Linked DNA regions of Zea mays: region 1 is linked to region 2. The links are chromatin contacts, called in public Hi-C maps. All regions are on one chromosome and are shown on one strand. The core of a region is the stretch at or near the end of the contact, and the rest is flanking DNA. Distances in the headings are between cores, read along the strand shown. Region 1 holds the start of CYP714B3 (Cytochrome P450 714B3). Region 2 holds the start of LOC100382084.

Region 1 (3,270 bases), core at 505-3,004, 320 kb before region 2:
TCACAAGGCTCCCCAACGCATCTTCAAACTTATACTTATAGCGAAGTCCGACTAGCCCAGTCTCCGCATCCAAAGCATCCTTTTCAGTCATCTTCGACATCTCCCACTCAAATCTTAACGACCACAATTTAAACACCAGATACTCTTGAACAAGATCCCTTGTTCCCATATGAAAGGGAAATGGGATTTTGCCATTTTCTCTAAATTGATTTTGGTGCTTGATGACCATCACAACCTTGTGGACTAACTAGTTTGCCTAGTTAATTGTTTCACAGGTGCAAAAGTCTATTCATCTCAATTCTAAGTCGACTGTCCTAAATAACATAGATTATTCTAGACATGAGAGTTTTTGAAGAAATCACCTATGCACGGACCGTTCGGGCCCTTCCGATGGACCGTCCTCGACACCTCGAACAAAAACTAGGCAAATATCAGAACCTCTACTACGAATTGTCCGAAGGTGAGATGAGTACTGTCAGAGACCAAGTACGGACCATCCAGCCATGAGACACGGACCGTCCACCCGTTGAAAACCCAAAAAAACCCGAAGGTGTCGGGTTTGATAAAATTCATTTTAGCGTCCTCGCGGACCGTTTGGGGTGCACAGCCGGACCGTTTGCGACTGCTTTATCTGACATCTGATGACGCAGTTAATGCACTTATAGACATTGATACAGTCGTTATTGCCGACCATTGAGATTTTAACCGTTGATATGCAGGGATGGACCGTCCGGCCAAGGGGCACATACCGTTCGCGTGTGGCAGGAAATTGGTAACGGCTATGTAGTGGTTGAGGGCTATAAATTCAACCCCAACCACCTCCATTCAATACAACCAAGCTTCCACAACTCACATTCATTGCAAGGAGCAAAGACTTCACTCCATCCACACTCAAAGCATCAAATCCATCTCCAAGTACCATAATTGTGTTCGAGAATCATTTGTGATTAGTGCTTTGGAGAGACACAAAAGAGTGTGACATTGTGATATTTTGTTGCTCTTTGGCTTGGTGTTTTGATCGTGCTTTTTTCCTCTCTTTCTAAATTCTCTCTTGTAAAGCTAGCAAGAGACACCTAATTGTGTGGTGATCCTTGCGGGGTCTAAGTGACCCTCGAGATTAAGGACAAACACTCGACCGATATAAGTGACAGTTTGAGAATGGGAAAGGGTTGAAAAAGATCCGACCTACGTGGCCTCCTCAACGGGGAGTAGGTTCTTTGGAACCGAACCTCGGAAAACAAATCGCCCGTGTCTTTGTGCTAATTTTGTATTGCGATTTGATTCTTCTTCTCCCCCCTCTCTAAGTTCTCTTGCTTGCAATCGTTTTGAGTTTAGCTCCAAAAGTTATCCGTTATCCATTGATTGAGCAACTCATGACAAGAAGAACTCTCTTTCGTATTCCGATTTCATTATTACTCGTTCTTAACGTTGACCCCGGATAAAGTTTAAGTTCAAAGTTTATAATTCCCATCGCACAAGACCGTGAATTTGAGAGCTTTCTACTATATGGCTCAAGTCAGAAGCCAAACAGTTAACTGTATTTGGAATGAGCGAGTTATGTTCATATCACGGTTGAACCCTTTTGATGTACGGCGAGAAGCTGGGAAATCAACTCTGAGTAAACATGGGCACACTTGGGGATTTTATCGTGTTGCGGCCCACCCGCTCGAAGGATGCACATGTGAGTGGCGGCCGGCCCTCTTGCAAGCGCCAAGCTTCTTTACTCGGGAGCCTTTTATGTCAAAGTTGGCAACCTTCCCCGAGTGGCCGAGTTCCTCACTCAGCTGGGGACACCACCCGGCCACCCTCACCTCTCAATATACATACCACCACCACCTTCATCAACCCCTGGGCCTGGCACTCATAGCTCGTTCGTAGCAAGAGAGAGAGAGAGAAGAGTGGGAAGTCTCACGCCATCAGGGAGAGGGGAGCGAGGATCACATCTCTCGTAGCGCGCGCGAAGCTATATAATAATGGAGGTGGCCATGGCCGTGAAGGTGCTGCTGAGCCTGTGCTGCGTGGGGGCGTGCGGCCTCGCCGTGTACCTCTACCACATCCTCTGGCTCGTGCCGCAGAAGGTCCTCGCCAAGTTCGAGGACCAGAAGATCGGCGGGCCGCGGCCGTCGTTCCCGTACGGCAACCTCGCCGACATGAGGGAGGCGGCCGCCGCTGCGAAGGCTGCGCGCGCGTCGGCACGCAGTAGCGGCAGCGGCGGCGGCGGTGGCGGCGGCATCGTGCACGACTACCGCCCGGCGGTGCTGCCCTACTACGAGAAATGGAGGAAAGAGTACGGTGCGTACGTGTCTTCGCCCTTCTACGCTTTCATACACACTGCATTTGTTGGTGTGTGTCTGGGGGGCACGCATGTGCTACGGCTTTCTCCATGCCTAGCTAGTTTGAAGTGTGCTATGATGCTTGCTTTACTCTCTCGTTCTGCACTTCTGCTCGCTTGCCGCTGTTGATAACCTTAAAATGTTTCACCGCTCTAGCTCCCAGCTGGACGAGCCAATTAATCACTAGTTTAAGAAATCGGATTGATGAAACAAATACGCAATATGTATATCTGTCTGATGTAATTAATTGGGATGAGAGCAGTACTGAGTCAGTGGCTTGTGTTAGCTTTTACTTGAGTTCAGTGGACGTGTTCTGTCACTAGTATCGTAGGTAGCCACACCGAGTAGTACTAGAGACCGACGACACTCTGGGGATGATAAGGTGACTAAAAAACGTTGGTTCATTGAACGCCTTAATTTGCAGTACAAAACAACACTTAATTAGATGGCAAACATCAGCCTTTTAGGCATGTAATCCAAGCCCCCATAATTTGGGATAGAAGACCAACCAGTAGGATAGCAGCAGACAGATGGGTGAGTGTTGGTAACATGTCTAGCCCAATAATTGAGCCATCTAATAAGTTAGTTGTTGGGGGCACTCCACAGGCCAACAGGAATACGGCGGCCGCATGTCACCACACCGAGTAGTAGCAACAATAATCTCGCGCACCACTTCTTTACTCTCTCTGTCACCGAGTGCCATCCTTGTCAAGGACCCGGCAATGATGGTGTTGATTTGTGCACATATAGTTGAACGGTACTAAAAGTGTGTTTGGTTGGATCATTGAATATACAAGGAGGGATGAAAGAGAGCTGCCACAGTTTCTATAGTGTTTGATAAAAATCATGTGGGAACGAGATAAACACTGAAGTATTTTTTTGTGACGACGTGATCCAAAAAATCGAATAGACGATGTCACCGGCTCACCGCTATCTC
Region 2 (3,266 bases), core at 331-2,830:
AGCCAGAAGCTCAGAAAAGCTGAGTTTATGTGGGAAGCTGAGAAGCCTAATTTTATAGGCTTTCTATAGCTTACTGAGTCTAGGAAGGTAATAACATCACTAAAAAGCTATCGTTGGCTTCTCGGAATCAAAAGCCCAGCAGCAGCTTTTCAAAAAAGCTTAGAAAGTTGCAGCTCAAACAAACAGAGCCTAAGAGCCCTACGAAATAGTTCAAATGCAACTAGATTCTGGTGAGGAGCTGATGCAAATCACTTCTCCGTTATTACGAACTGGGAGCTAAAAAACATTCTCCATAGCTCTCTGTTCAACCACTGCTAGAATCAATCTAGAATCACTCCCTACCCTGCTCCCCACCTTGGTCCCCACCAGAAGCACTCTCATCACAGAATCAAGAAGCATCAGGATTCAGGAAGGAGTCCTCTACCAAACTGGCCCTAAGCCGCACTGAGGTCTAGAGCCTCATTCAACTACCTCCCACAACAAAAATATATGCCGTCCTCCTAACAATATTCCTATTCATAACAGTAACTCTCTTACTGCTGCAAAAGAAGGCAGTAGTATTTGTATCTAATTACTATCTCATCATCAATTCATCACAAATCCAAATTAATGTGGTATTTGATATTATTATGGACAGAATCTGTAAGATGATACAGTTGGAAATTTGCCACTGATTGAATGATACGTGGGTCCACCTGAACCTCTGAATTATGGATCTGGTTGCTAAACAGAACCAGGTGGCTCATATGCATACATACGTATTCTATATATATACTACTTTAAAGCACCAGTTTTGACGATCGTCCTGTATCAAACGCGAAACGCATAGGTTTATTCCTCTCCCCCTATCAATGGTCCATTACCACATAGATAGGCAGTGAAAACCACCCAGGGCTCCTTTCAACTCAGACAATTCTAGGCTTTTTGGCAAAGATAAAGTGTAATATTTATTTTTGTGTGCCGCAGCAACACATGAGCATTGTACTGTCTACTGTGTGTGTGTATATATATGGGGGGCGCGCTAGGACATAAACCCTACGGCTACAAGACCCTGATTATTGGATTAAGACTTAAAACCCTTGAGGTAAGCAAGATATTCCACCAGTGAATGGCACGATATGGCAGATCCGAAGATGATTGAAGCTATCATAGTACAGCACCTAATAATTGACCTGAAATGACCCCCGGTTCGTCTACCCCACCCAGTCTGACATAGCTTTTCGTACTGCGATCACAAATTCACAATCCCTAACCACGTGCGCTCCCCCCACCCCGACCCGCATACGCGGACCCCAGTCGGCAGTCGCGACAAAAAAAGGTAATCCCCCTCCACTCCTGTTGCATCTGACCCAACGAATCCACGACTCCAATCAGGATCACCCAGCGAGCCGATCGCACCCCACACAGACTTGGCGGCGTCGGCCAATCGAGACGGCGTGGATTGTACTGGATTGGACGGGGAGAGCTGAGAGAACTGGGGGGAGCCGCGTGCGGAGTGTACCTGGGAGGGTGCGAGGAGGCCGGCAGGCCGCCGGGACCGGCGCGATGATAGGGCTGCTAGGATGTTTGCGGGGGGTGCGGGGGAGGGGGGAAATTCTGGGTGGGACGATCGCCTTTAGCCGACGATGGGGCGGGGAGGGGGGGGGGGGGGGGGGGGGGGGGGGGGGGGGGGGGGGAGAGAGAGAGAGAAGCTGCGGGGAGGGGGAGGCGAGAACCTGCTGCGCAAAGAGGAGGACGACACCCACCAGTTGCCCGGGACTGTCTACAGCGGTTTCCCCTAAATTTTTCCCCCTATATCCTATTTCCATGCCACATCATCACCCTCTCTCCCCCTATATATTCACCTTCTGCAATGGTTTCCTCTATACCATATCTCTAAATCCCACCATGCTACTAAAATATACATTGCGCTACAGCTAACTCAACTACTGGTTCTCTGCTCGGTGGCGCGGCAACCTATGGAGCGGGACGATGACGTCCATGGCAGTGCACTCGATGACAACAGCGAGGTGGGAGGACGATTTAGCGTCACGCTTGACGGAGAGGGAGAGAGAAGCCTGCTGTGGTATTGAGGGCATTGAAGGGGGAACCGATGCAGTGTATAGGGGGATCCTGTTGCCGCTACAGAATGGGAGGGGGGAGGGAGGCGTTCACCGTTGAAGACAGTCTCACGGGGAAGCGCACCTCTGCCTCTCTCGACTCTGGACCATGGTGCATGGTGGGGTATAGCAGTATAGGCCCATGAATAGGGATGAAAACGGTCAAAAACGATCGAAAAAATAGCTAAATTGTTTTTGTTTTTATATTTTTTGGTCGGGACGAAAACGAAAACGAAAACCAAACCAAATGGTCGCAATACAGGATCGGAAGTGTCGGTTACTCGGAAACGATCGAAAACAATAAACTATAGTCGGAAAGATAACTATTTTGTAGTTTTATCAAAAACATAATAAAGTGATGTATTGCCTAATTTTTAAGATTTAGAAATACACAAACAACTCTTTTTCATCATTCATAATAGTTAGAGTAATTATAACATTTGTTTTTCGCGTATTCATTCACTTGAACACAACAAAAGTCTATAACTTAAATAAATTATGTGCTAGATCTATCTCATATTATATAAAACGGTAGAAAACGGTATTAGCACGACTCGAAAATGAAAAATACGAAAACGATCGAAAAACTAGCTAAATCGTTTTCGTACCGTTTCTAATCGGTTCTTGAACAATTCGAAAACGATCGGAAAAAAACAGTATTCGAAACGGGATGGGACGGGAATTTCCCGTCACGTTTTCATCCCTACCCATGAAGCCTCGCCATGGAATTTCTTGCCGTTATGATGCGCTTGGACGGCTTCAGATGGCTCGTGAAAAAACATTCCGAGCCACAGTACAGAACTAGAGATATCAACGGGGAATTCTCCATCGGTTATAGTATCTCATACCCATCCTCATCCCCATCATGTTTGATCTATCCCCATATCCATCATGGGTACAAGACTCATCCCATACTCATCCTCATTCGGGTTTCGGGTCCCCAATAGGTCCCATCCCTAATTAAGGGATAACTAGGTACTAACAGGTAGCACAAACAATCTAGATTTCAGACATCACCACATCGGCAAGCAGTCATCCATGAACCATGATCCATTCATCCATCCATCAGAAAAGAAATAAGTACTTCAGGACCGATAGAAGAAATGAAGAAATGAAGTTTGTTCACCTTCCTTGGTCACCATCTGAGTTCGTTGGCGCCTAAGAATC

What was found. A called contact is a pair of places that touch in the nucleus more often than the background predicts.
Region 1: a Hi-C map of bundle sheath shows a contact between it and region 2, with 2.8 times the contacts expected there. The contact joins the promoter of CYP714B3 here to the promoter of LOC100382084 in region 2. A contact is called at or near these places in 3 of 25 Hi-C or Micro-C datasets (bundle sheath, ear and leaf).

Annotation. Positions count from the first base shown.
Region 1 is chr1:54,822,521-54,825,790 of Zm-B73-REFERENCE-NAM-5.0, reverse strand. CYP714B3 (Cytochrome P450 714B3) reads left to right here and starts at 1,754. Exons shown (of 5, transcript NM_001397138.1): 1 at 1,754-2,292. The coding sequence starts at 1,974.
Region 2 is chr1:54,497,496-54,500,761 of Zm-B73-REFERENCE-NAM-5.0, reverse strand. It overlaps LOC100382084, which reads right to left and starts at 1,580. Exons shown (of 8, transcript NM_001174847.1): 1 at 1,502-1,580.